2 separate regions of the Anas platyrhynchos genome follow, and region 2 is linked to region 1. The links are chromatin contacts, called in public Hi-C maps. All regions are on one chromosome and are shown on one strand. The core of a region is the stretch at or near the end of the contact, and the rest is flanking DNA. Distances in the headings are between cores, read along the strand shown.

The links. Hi-C and Micro-C count contacts between places; a contact is called where the count stands out from the background.
Region 2: a Hi-C map of liver shows a contact between it and region 1, with 1.7 times the contacts expected there. The contact joins the promoter of CMTM6 here to the enhancer-like site in region 1. A contact is called at or near these places in 2 of 8 Hi-C or Micro-C datasets (liver and subcutaneous adipose tissue).

Annotation. Positions count from the first base shown.
Region 1 is chr2:116,420,400-116,426,912 of IASCAAS_PekinDuck_T2T, reverse strand. No RefSeq gene overlaps it. Among named protein-coding and RNA genes, the nearest start is that of CNOT10, 4.4 kb to the right of the region's middle. Within about 2 kb of position 1,297, at least 1 of the 8 cell types and tissues checked has an H3K27ac peak or open chromatin away from gene starts, as enhancers often do.
Region 2 is chr2:116,474,231-116,481,100 of IASCAAS_PekinDuck_T2T, reverse strand. CMTM6 (CKLF like MARVEL transmembrane domain containing 6) reads right to left here and starts at 3,884. Exons shown (of 4, transcript XM_027451104.3): 1 at 3,697-3,884. The coding sequence starts at 3,819.

The sequences.
Region 1 (6,513 bases), core at 48-2,547:
AAGCTGGATACCAGTGCTGCCATGCTTCAAGCTGAATGAGCTTTGACAGGACTGTCAAAGAAGAGGTATAGTAGGGAACAGTGAATTCATCGTGGTGCCCATCTATCTCGGAGCAGCATGCCCTGGAACTAGCAGGCTGCCGTTTTGGCACTGGTGACAAACCCAGTAGCAAACCTGAGAGAGGAAGATGTATGTTCACATTGGGTCCACATTAGGCGTTCTTACTGTGTCACGGTGGCTTTTTGGCAACTTTCTTGTTTTGATAATAGTCAGAGAGAACGCACGGTTATACTAGGAGTAAAATGCTTTTGCTTTTGTAGTTTCTACTGATTACCAAACCAGAATATACCAGCATAAATAATTAATAAGACTAGTAAATATATACACACATCAGGAGGGCTTGCTATTACTTTATTGGCGGTTATTGTCTAATACAGGTCTGGCTAACAGCATGGGCCAGCTGCTATTTCTCACAAAAGAAATGTAACAAATTCAGAGGCTTGGAATAAAATGCTTACATATATGGACTGCAGGATTTTCTCCTATATGTGTACACATGTCCATAAGAAAGTCTGAAGATCAGGGTAAATTGAAGAGGATTTGCAGGAGCCGTGAATAACAGAAATCACTAAACAGAAGTTGGAATATTCTGAATTTTAACTACAAAATAAAAAAAAAATCACCCTGATCTTGAAATTCCCAAACTAGTGTTTTCAAAAATTTGTCAGTTCATACAGATTTGCTCTTTAAAAGCTGTGATAGTTTAAAGGTGTTCAGAGCTGGTGTGTCTATTTCTTATAGTGTCTTTCTGGCATGTCTTATTTCTTATGTGTGCTTATTTCTTTCCAACCGTATTCCCTTGTTAAATAAAGTATCACCACTCCTTACAAACCGTGCCTCTCCCATGTGTCAAACAGGAGTTAAGAAAAATAAAGTAACTGGATACTTATGACAAGATGACCAGTAAGAAATCCTGCTTCCAGCAAACCAGTTTTGTGTTCAGTTTCCCTAGAGACAGATTTCATCCTTTAAACTTTATATAATGTGTAACAGGCATGCAACAGGTGTGGTATGCTTTAGATAGCCTGGTCTTTCTTGACAAATGCTGTCAGCTGGCAACGAGGTTGAAATCATATAATGCAGAATCTACTAAGATCCACGGTTCCTGTTGCAAGAAGAAAACAAGCTGATGTTCAGCAGGAATAGATGTGGATGGAGGGAAGTCTCGGAGAAACAGATCTGGAAAGATAATGCAATAAACTGTTCCCATATTAACAGATGACAAAATTATAGCAGAGTCTTAGAGTAACCGCCCTGACACAGAGGAAGGAGAGGGGGAGCTCAGTGATGGAAAGTCATGTACACAGAGTGGCAGCTAATGTGGACTGTCCGTGTGTCCCCAGGGACAGCAAGACAGGGTCCCCAGGCCCCTGCTCACAGCCTCGCTTCACATCCCACAGTTACCTGTGGGTGGAGGTGGCTCCTCCAGGCCTGTCCGCTGTCCCTATGACAGGCCAGAGCTGTGCATAGCTGCTGGGCATGCAAAGAGCTCTCTTGGGGGGTCTTGAAATGCTTCAAGGTTTACAGTATGTCCAAGTCATTACAGACACTTAAGAGTCGTTAATATTTATGACTACTCCAGACACTGCAAATGCCATTTACCCCATGTCTTTCACCTCTTGTTGTCTTGTACACCTTGTACTTTAACTACAAGGATAATGGCAATGATAGAAAATGTTAATCAGAGTCCTTCCCACCAGAGGACAGTGGCCTTGCAGCATGAGGGGCTCCCAGCAGGGTTAAGCTGCTGCCCAAGCAGCCATCCAACAAGGAATGCAGGCCGCAGGCGCAATGCTGCCTCATCCACCCTAATGGCTATGGCAATAAGCACCCCAACAGCACTCCAGGTAGCCAGGCAGATAATCCACACAAACTAATAAATATTTTGAAAAGATTAATGCAAAACCAAACTGAAACTCCAGATGGGTTCTTTCAGGAAAGCCAGGCAAAAAATGAAACTGCAGCATGAGCAGTAGGTAAATAATCAAATTTTGTGCCGGAGTGCTGAGGGGAAAGCCCTTCTGATGTGTGATGTGGGAACAAAAATTTTTTCTTTTTTTTTTTTTTTTTTTCATCGGAATTGGTAACATAAGCATAGGAAATGCAAGGCATGTTGCTTCCTGGGATTGCACAATGTATGGGGGGAAACAAGCACTAGATTGATATTCAGCGGAAAAGCACTGGCTGGGTGTACGTGACCAAAAGGCTGAAAAGCTGTTGAAAACAGCATAGAGGGTTGCAAAAGATAAGGAAAACAAAGGGAAGAATTAAAGGTTGATAAGGTTTGTATGACACTAGTAACAAGCATCGGATAGGTTGTGAACCTGTAGTACTTGGCCAATAAGTAACCAGGGGAGTTGGGAACCTGGGCATAAAAGGTGTGAAAATTGAGTCCACAAGTGCTCTCCTGCTTGTGAGATGCTCACCACTGCAATCGCGAATAAAAGGTTACTTCACTGAGATCCTTGCTTAAGCCTGTGTTATTGGCCAGCAAGTGTTTCTCACAATCTGGGAGCTCGTCTGGGATCCAGTGGTCTACCAAGGACCCTGTCACTGCAGCAGCAGGAAGGGGGACCCCACTGATCTCAGTGATCCTGTGCACTGACAGCAGTGGTTCTAGGGAGAGCTGACAGAGGGCCAGAGACTGGTTAAAGAAGCAAGATCCATGAAGTACTGTGAGAAGGGAGGCACTCTGGGTTGGAGAATTGACCCGGTAACTTTGTGCACAGACCAAGGTAAGAAATATTAAGTATTGCTTTGGGAATTGGGTGAGGCTCTCGTGTGACGTGTGATTGAGACATACTTTTGTACGAAGTGAGTGTGGAGTCCTGATCCGCGGTTCTGTAGCTTCATGAGGGGCATGGCCAGAGACAGACAAAGTGTGAGATAAGAGAGAGAAGGGAAGAGTCTTGGGAAATGTGGTGTACAGTACCCCTTGCACAGTAAAGTGCTTGGCAGTACACCAGGGAATCTGGTAAACCCATAGGTGTACAGTACCCCTTGCATGGTAAAGTGCTCGTCAGTACACCCCCATTTTCTAGAACCAGAGAGTTAGTGTGTGGTACCCTACAGGGAACAGGGAGATACCCCAAAGGTAGTGCCTACTGACAGTCCTGTAGGAAGAATGCTAAGAAATTGGAAGAATAACCCCAAAACTAAGGGAAAAGATAGAAAGAAAATGGCTAAATATTGTGTTTTAGTCTGGACAAAGGAACCAAACAAAGGAACTGCAGCATTTTGGCCAAAATATGAGCCTGATGAGGACTAGGTATGTTTGGCCAAAATATGGGTCTGATGAAGACTAGGTATGTCAGGCCTTAAATTCATATGTCAATAGCAATTCTCCAATTTCAGAAGAAGAATCAGATTATGCTGCTTGTTGGATATAAGAAACACATTTGCTTTTGAGCAAAGTTCAGAATAAAGAGGAAGAGAAAGAGGAGAGAAGAAATAATGAATGGGACCCCTTAGAGAATTTATCTTCCTTGTAACCCCCAAGCTGCTCCAGAAGAAGAGAGAGGAACTGTGAACAAAGTTAGAGGCAGAAGGTACCCCAGGCTTGTAAAAGAATTAGAATAATATTGAAAAGATCTTGAGAATTTTCCATTCCCTAATACTAACATTATTGATGCTACCAAAGCTGCTCTGTATCCTCTCTGGGAAGTTCCGCTAGGACCTCGACAAATAGGGTATGTAAATGCTCCCCTTACTAGTGGAGAAGTGCAAAATTTTACGAAGGAAATGAAGTCTCTCATTGAGTACCCCGTTGGATTTGCAGAGCCATTACATCAATTTCTGAGACACAATTTATATTCCCAGGGAGAAGTGATGGCAATTCTGAATATGATATTCTCAGGGGAAGAATGAGGAATGATTAGAAGAGCAGCAATGCAGGAATGGGAAAGGGATCATCCTCCAGGAGATGGGGTAATTCCAGCAGAGCAAAAATTTCCAAATGTGGACCCTAACTGGGACAACAATAAGGCTCAGCATAGGGTTAATATGACAGACTTGTTAGAAATTGTATTTAGAGGAATTAGAGAATCAGTACTTAAGTCTCAGAATTTTATTAAAGCCTTTGAGGTTCAGCAGAGTAAAGATGAAACTGAGTGATTTCTTGGAAAGGCTTAGAGACAGGATGAGAAGGTATTCAGGAATGAATCCTGATGACCCTGTAGCACAGGGGCTTTTAATGGTTAATTTCATGATGAAAGCATGGCCAAATACACAAATAGATATACAATACAACAGAAAACAGAAGGGTGGAATCAACAACTATTAGAAAACCTTTTGAATGGGAAGACCTAGAAATGGTCCATAAACGACAATATAGATGGATTGTTTTGCCTCAGGGATTCACTGAATCCCATCAATTTGTTCTGGCAAGTATTGGAGAAGATTTTAGGAACATTTCAGATTCCAGAAGGGGTGGATGTTGTTACAAATGTAGGTGATTTGTTGATATTTGTGGTAGAAAAAATCAAAGGTAAAAGAAGCCACAAATGAACTCCTGATTTTTTTATTTATTTATTTTTTTTTTTTAGGAGAACACAGGCTAAGGGTATCTAAGAATAAATTACAATATGTGGAAAAAGAAGTCAGATATCTAGTCTCTAAGGGCAGATGGAGAATAAACCCTGAAAGGATTCAGGGAATTGCGCAACTTCCTCTCCCTCGAACAAAGAAAGAATTAAGAGAATTTTTAGGTTTAACTGAATATTGCAGATTACGGATAGAGGCATATGCACAGAAAACAAAGATATTATATCTCAAATTATTGGAGGAGAAACCCAATACATTGAATTGGACAGAAGAAGAAAAAGAAATAGTGGAAAAACTAAAACAGGATCTGATTACAGCACCAGTCATAGCTTTTCCTGCCCTAAATAAATCATTTCATCTTTTTATAACTGTAAATGAGGGTGCTGCTTTGAGGGTTTTAACCCAAGAGAGGGGAGATAGAAGAAAAACTGTAGCATATCTGTCTAAATTATTAGATCTCACATCCCAGGGATGGCCAGTGTGTTCAGGCAGTAGCAGCAACTGCCTTACTGGTAGAAGAAAGCAGGAAATTGACCTTTGGGGGCAATTCATTGCTGTTACCCCTCACCAAGTGAAGACTACCCTTACTCAGAAAGCAGGAAGATGGCTGACAGACTCTAGAATATGAAGCTATACTGATTGAAAAAGACAATTTACTGAATCTATTTTGAATCTAATAGATCAAATAAGTCATTTTACTTCATACATTTTACAAGGATTGATGAGAATTTTGGGAATACAATGGGAATTTCATACTCCATGGCATCCTTCCTCCTCTGGGAAAGTGGAACAAATGAATCAGACATTAAAGAAACACCTGTCAAAACTTGTATTAGAAACTAAACTTCCCTGGACAACATGCTTAACTTTTCTCAGAATTCAAACTGCTAGGAAAGGATAGAGGAGTCTCACCATGTGGTATGTTTGGATTACCATACCTGGGTAGGAGCAGTGAAATACCTTCTCTTGAAACTAAGGATATTTTTCTCAGAAACTGTGTATTCATGTTATGTTCTTCTTTGATATTTCTTAGGATTCAGCTCAAACACCATCCTTGGAATTCCCACTACGCCCATTCCATGCAGGAGACTGGGTTCTGATGCATACCTGGAAGGAGACGGTCCTGATGCATACCTGGAGGGAATCAAAGCTCCGGCCTGAATGGGAAGGACCATTCCAAATACCACTTACTACTGAAACAGCTGTAAGAACGGCGGAGAAAGTCTGGACTCATTATACACGAGTAAAGGCATCCATCAGTCCCAATACCTGGGAAGTTGTGCCTACAGAAGACTCACTGAAGATCAAAATCAGAAGGCAGGCTTCCTGATAGACTCTGTGTACAGGCTCATAATTGTAAATCAATGCATAATTATTTAAGACTTAAAGCTTAAAAATGGCAATAGGGGAAGGCCAATTATTAGCCTTGATCCTGGTGGCTATATGCCTTAGAGAGAACTTCTGCCAAATAATCACTTGTCAAAGAGGTGATTGGGAAATAGGAGCAGTGGGGTATCCCATCAAGATATGGGTAAATATGACAAAGAATGAATTACCACAAAACATCACGTTTGATGCTTGTGAGGTGTTGACTTGTGGGAACTTAAATGCTCAACAGCAATTGAGCAGTGAGAACAAATATCTTTGTCCTAAACCTAAGACTAGTGGATTGTTTAAAGCCCCCCTTGCCCAGGATGGAGTAGTGTATGGTGGATGACCACTTGCAAAGGGTGAACGTATACACCCAGCTCAAGTAATAGCCTAAAAGGGTTAAAGAGCCAAATTAGCATATTTAAAGGAACTGCTCAGCCCAACTGCCAACCTCTACAATGTAATCCAATAACTATAACAATTAATGAGGCTGATGACCTTATTAACCATACCTTTGGTCTCGGAGCAGATGTGACTGGG
Region 2 (6,870 bases), core at 2,635-5,134, 52 kb before region 1:
TTTAAGCTATGTTGGGCAGTGTTTAATCTCCGCAGAAGCCTACGTTAGCCTCCCTGCAGCAGTATTTTTTGAGGACAGAACATGAGTTAACTCCCATACAGACACCAAGCATCTGCTGCTGGATCTTCTACCACCTTATTGTACAAGAAAGGATATTGCTTATTTTATTTTATTTTTTAATAGTCTCTCATTTTGGCCACTTCTTGCTGGTTTTCTTCATCCTAAAAAGTTGACAGAGGATATAGATCCTTGCAGTAAGGAGTTCAGTGGACTGGAACAATTATTAGGAATCAGACTCAGCCATAAAATCAAGACTGATACAGGGAGGATGATCCTATTTTTAATGACAGTATTTGGGCAATAATGGAGTTGACAGCTCTTCTGTGAAAAAAAATCTAATTCTAGAATTCAGAATTGTCATTTTCCAGTTACTAGCACGTCAAAACAGCTGCAGATGCTATATCTGCATCTTATTTTGGAAAATAATGACCTGTCTTGAGTTTCAGTTTTCTGACAGTAAAAATAAGAAAAGTGACTTAGCACGTGGGAACTGTAAATTCACCAGCTAAGCAAGACCTCAGAAAACATCGTGCTTTGAATACACAACGGTGTAAAGTAAACAGGATCTCAGAAAGGGAAAAGCACACACGAGTTGGTAAACTGACACATTACAATCAGCCCTCCGCATACTTCCCTTCTCTCTTGTGCTTGGCTGGCAAAGCAAATTTCTCAGAAACCCTCACGCCTAACCCAGTGATTACTGCAGATGCCCAAGGAATATTTTTCTCCCCCTCCCTTCTGGGATTTGTATTTCTACCTCCTTGTATCAGCACTGAGAGCTGAATGCCATCACTTTCACCAGAGGCAGAACAGAAAGGAAATAAAGGTCTTTTTGGCAACCTGCCCTAAAAAGGCTTTAGAAGCCCAGGTAACCATAATATGGTCTAAGTAACTGAAAAAAAAAACCTCTCCACTGAGTGTGCAAATGAGTGGGAGGAAAAAAATAAATCAAATTTGAGGAGTACTTTTAAAGGATTTCATGTCAAAAAAATGGGGGAGAAGGGAGGACTGATCTGGCATCCTTTGTGGGACTTCTCCAACAGTATTCAAATTTTTATTAATGAGGTGAATAGCAAAAGAGTGCATCATTAAAAAAGCTTTGATGTGAAGAACTTTGCTTGATGTAGTGTATCAGCTGCACATCTATAAGCTGCAGAGTTCTGCTTGGGTTTGTTAATTTGCTTCTTGACATCTCTATAAATAAACATGAGAGGGCTCTGTTGTTACATTTTCTTCGGTTTCCCAGTTCTGCAAGCACAGCCACATGCGTAGGTCAGCGCAGACCAGTACAGGCTTACATGAAGCAGCTGAAGCTTGCTCTGTTGTATTTTTATGTTTGCTGTCTCCACACTGAGCCTGTGGAAACTTCCCAGTGGCAAGCACCCAGAATCTCACTATGGGTTTATTTGAGCAATGAGCAGAGAGGGACAGCTCAGGAGCTCCTCATTTTCTTCAGAGCTAAACCTTCAGGGCAGAGCCTCTTTCACACCAAAGACCGAGGAAATACCTGAGGACACAAACAGGCAGCTGCCACCTTCCTTGCCTCTCATGCAGAGCCCCGCATTGCTGTGGATGCAGATGAGTCCCAAGTGCCCTAACACACACAAGCCATTAAATAACTTCCTTGGTCCTCTGCCAGCAGGAACTTTGCATCGACACTGATGCTACTGCGAGTTTCTGCACAAATGTCACGTTTCTCAAGTAAATTTAAGAAGTGAAAGGCTACAAAAATAAAGCAAATCAATGAATTTTCCAACAGGCCTGTTAAAACAGAGCAGTGGTGTTCCCAGCACGAAACCTTCCCATTTAGCAGCTCACCCGTCTGATTATCAGTGTGCAATCCCCACAATAACGAACCATCACTGTTCTAACACAAGGCTAATAGATGTTAATGACCACCACCATCACCGGGGCTGCCAATAAAAAGAAACCAATGCTTTCCTAAAACGGGAACCTTTCTCCTACTGGAAATATTGAGGCTTCCACCTTCAGTAATTTCTGGAGCTTGCTGTAAGTGCTTTGGCCAAGAGCTGAAGATCCGTGCATTTTGGTAAAGTGAAACAAAAGGATGGAGGAACTGTTGGAAGTGAGGAAGGTGAATGATTGTAATTCAATTTTATTTTTCCTCTTATTGAAAGACTGTTATAGGCCATAAGCTGCTACTTCTTTAGGAGCCTGTCAAGCAGCTACCCATCCTTGTCAGGACAGGCCTTAATAACTTACCTTTTTCCTTCCTAGAAAGCTTTTTAAACAATGCCTCTGCTCAGGTAAGCAGTTGAAGACATTGCTACACCAGTAGAGTTGCATATGCAATAGTTTGTTTTATTTCATTAAACTACTGATCTGTAACGATCTGTTTGTTTGGGAGCAACATCCAGCAGATCTTTGTTAATCTCCAGAAGATGAAGTAACATTTTGCATCCTGTTATATTTAATATAGGATTCTTGGGTGTGATTTTTTTTTAAACAGTCTTAGAAAGCATTGCTTCGGGCAGCATTAGCATTACCAGCACTGCTTTCTTCAGCTTTCAGGCTTTTGACTCTGTGTGAGCCAAAGTTTAAAAACCGAACGTCCTCTTTTCTGCACAGCGAATTAACAAGAAAAGGCTGGAAATCACCTATGATTCCTCTCAGCATGAGACATCTGACTGAGAAGCCACTGCGATGGAAAATGTTTGCTGACACATTTACAGTCAGCTGCCCTTTGCCGCTGTGGTTTCACTGCTCGCTGCTGGTACGTGCACCCAGTGCTCCTCACATCGCTACCAGCAAGCTTGGGAAGATCCATCACTGAGGCTGGGAACACACAGGAGCATGATCCGGTGTCCCGGTGCTGAGCAAATCCAGGAATAATGTTACGTGTGGCAAAAAGCAAGCAGAATATGAGCCCCCGATTCCAGGAGAGCGTGGGGCTGCCCGGTACGAAGTGAGGCACTGCGGTGTCACACACATCCAGACCGGCCACCACCCAGCTCACATGTTTTGGTGTGCTTTCTGCCAGGAGGTTTGCTGGGGGAGATGTGCTCCCCGAGGCAGTGGAGCACGGCACAGCTTGGTGCACTCATGGTCAGGCTGTGGGGGTGACATGAGGGGAACCCAGCAATCCCACAACCTTACAAAGGTTTCTACTGCCTGTTTACATCCAGCGAGGCCCTCAGAAGAGAGTACGCTATGTTTTCTGTGAGGATGGCCTCTGATTTTAAACCCTGAGGATGCCGAGCAGTGGACCCATGGTGGCCACAGCGCTTAACCTCAGCCATGCGAGGCACACAACCAGCAGGTCGGTGCTAGCACGTGCCCCTGCAGCCGGACACGAAGAAGGAGCAAGCCCATTAGTTCCTCACCACAAAACAACCTCAAGCTGCCCAAAAGGCAGTGGCACCGCGGCCACCTCAGCCTTCAGTTACCGATTTGTGCAGCTTAGCAAACAACAAGGCAGGCTTTGCCTCTGCTGGGTGGGAAGGGAAGGGAAGGGAAGGGAAGGGAAGGGAAGGGAAGGGAAGGGAAGGGAAGGGAAGGGAAGGGAAGGGAAGGGAAGGGAAGGGAAGGGAAGGGAAGGGAAGGGAAGGGAAGGGAAGGGAAGGGAAGGGAAGGGAAGGGAAGGGAAGGGAAGGGAAGGGAAGGGCAGGGCCTCACCGGTTGCAGCACTTTGGCCGGCAGCCTCCAGCCCTTCAGGCGGTGCCGGGTGCAGCCGCAGGGCCGGCGGGGCTCCTTGCAGCGGGGCTCGGTGGTCGGGCGGTACACGGCCCCGTTCTCCATGGCCGCCGCCAAGCTGAAGGGAAGAAGCGAAAGCAAAAGGGCGAGGCAGGAGGGCGGGGAGGGAAGGGAAAGGGAAGGAAGGGGAAGGGGAAGGGGAAGGTGGAGGCGGTCCCAGTCCCTCCCGGCTGCAGGCTGGTTGCCAGCCTGGCCCTGTCCCCGGCCTTGCTTGAGGAGGAACCGGGCTGGTGCTGGGCGCTGGAGGCGGCTTGGGGCTGAGCAGAGCCTTGGGCTGCTACACTATTCACCTCTCAGCCACAGAACTGCTACCACCCGTCACAGCCAAATTCGGCTACACTTCACTTATTTAAGTTTCTGTCAAACGTAATATAAATGGCAATTTTCTTAACCTCAGCTTTGTATGCACGCTGGTTAAGTGAAGCCCATACTCAGGATCAGGTTGCTCAGCCCCCATCTCTCTTCCAGAGCCAGCACAAGGAGCAGGGAGGATGCATGCGGCCACCCAGGAGCCCCAGTGCCTTTTGTAAGCCTGCCAAGAGCCACCAGGATGGCCAGGTAAAGTGGGGTGGCCCTGCTAAAAGCAGTCAGTTCGTGCTCTGTGTTGAACATTCACCAGCAGGCCATAAGCACGAGCCCTCCCAGTAAGAAAACACAAGCGAGAGGAACGCTGCAGGGCCCCTGGGCAGGGCAGCACAGGCTTGTTTGTGCCACAAACAGTGCCTGCTGCAGCAATCGGCTTCAGAGGCAAATGAGGAAGGCAAGTCCCACCATTCCCATGGCATGGGAGTTTCCAGTAAAATAAGCAAGGTATTGCCACGAGGGCAGCGTAGCTTCTGCCTGGGGTTGGGATGAGTCTAATGCAGTTCTGCTGGCAGCATCCCCAGAACACAGGGCTGGGCACATAACATTTACTGTTACCACTCAGGAGTCTGCCTTGCCTTTATTGCTGTTTTTCACATTAGTACACCATAAATAAGATTATATTACAGAGGCTGGCATCTCTTTTCTGAAGGAATTTCCCTTGTTTTGTTTTCTTCCTTGCTAGTATTTTGTGTGTGACTAGACTGTACTTTGGTCTGAGGGAGACAGGGCTTAGGGAGATAGAAGAAATTGTGAGTTTTCCTTTTCAGGTGTTCACTAGCATTTAGGGATATTCGCAGTTGTTCCCATCTGAATCTTTACCAGTGTCTTAATGCAGCGTTACTAGATTATGAACAGAGATGTAACTATTGAGTTTGCTTTTCAAGGAGTCATATAAACACTATCCAAGTCAAGAAAAGATAAAATAGATTGCAACCTTTTTCTACTTACTGTTGTCTTTGAGTTGGTTTTTCGGTTCAGGCTTTTTCCAGAAAGTACATGTCAATGATGCATGAATTATAAAGGTTAGCTTGCCACTTAAATCCTAGCTTATTTAGCCCGCTTTATTTATTTATAAGGGAATTCATGAAAAGCAAAACAGTAACAAAGTTCCAGTAACTGTAACAAAGAAGGAATGAAAAGGAGACCAGGTAGGGCCTGGTAGCTTAAAAATACTTCAGGCATTGTGTTAAAACATACAAATGCTGCTGTGCACACAAACTAAAGGTGTTCTTTACCCTTTTCATTAGAATTGTCTTTCAAGTACCTCACTCTCCTTTAGAGGGAAGGCAGATCAAAACAATAATTGCGATACATAACATGCCTGCTTAATGCAAATAACTGTAATTACCTGCCTGTGATGCAATGGAAATCCCGTTCCAGGTGTGCATCTACTTCCTTCTGTTTACCTGCTGATGGAGCTTTCCAAAAACAAAGCCTTTCTTACCCACACAACCTCTGCCAGAATGGCAGAACCAGAGCTAAAAGCAGGAGCTTGCAGCAGAGAGGCAACCCTGGAGTTAGATCTTAAACTACCACAACATCTCCATTCAACCAAAGAGCTCGTGGTTGGTGGAAGCAGATTAGTGATGAGTGACCTAGTTTTCTCCCTCATTGCATCTTCTCCACCATAGTGGCCAAAAAGCAATACTTATTAAGTTGAGAAAGCTACCTCATTAGGGGAGATTACATTATAGTTTTATGACATGGCTATCACCCCTTGCTGCACTGAAAAAAAACTTACAAAGAAGTGTGACTTCAGCTCCTTGAAGCAGTTGAGTAAATGCCAGCCACTGGAATATAGTGGCCACAGACCAGGGCTGCATCCCTGTTTTCATAGTGAAGCCCCAGTGACCCTTTGGAACTAGCTTCGTAGTGTATTACAGATTTACACAGATTAAGCTAAAACCAAAATCCCTCACAATCAAAATTAGCAGCAGGGCTCCATTGACCTGACTTGTCACACTGATATTCCAATTTTCCCATGTTCATAAATACAATTGTGCCCTTTTGTTTTCCTTCAAGGAGGGCGAGAGAGAAGGAACTATAGGAATGGGAGGGTAGTTTAAAAGTCCAAACAGCTGAAGGAGACAGGCTTCATTTCATTTGAAGGGTGATGAGGTTCATCACCATGGAACAATTAAGTCAGCCATTTGGAGACACAGCTCTCCTCCTGGTCTCATTTCTGGTATTCCCACACAGGTATCTAACAGTTTTCTTTCGTCACTCTGGCCCTGTGTATTGCAAGCATTAAGTACGGTACAACTAGCTAGCAAGGGGAATAACGTAAGTACTGTGACAAAGAACTCAGAAAAGCCTTGCACATGTTGCATCTGCTGAAGATTCCTCTGCTCTCAAGGCTGTATTTTTAGACTCAGTATTGCAATTGAATTCACAAACTCCTATCTTCATACTGACCAGCTAGAATGTGTGATTTTTACACAGCTGAAGATTAAGGATTAGTGTTTTTAATAACTATGTCTAAGCATCCCTTATGACACAAGAAAACAAACCCTCAGTATTCCACATTTACCTAAGCTAACTCTTGTCACTGTTTTTCAGCATTTATCTGCATAAAGAGAATCACAAAGCCATAAGGTATTTGACAAGTAATGGTTCTACAGCTGCAGGTGTCCCACTGCAAATTAAGTTTGCTCCCCATAAAAGGACTGCAACCCAACAGGTTAGTACTTAAGTTCCAGATGTATCACTAGAAACTTAAAAGTTAGTGTA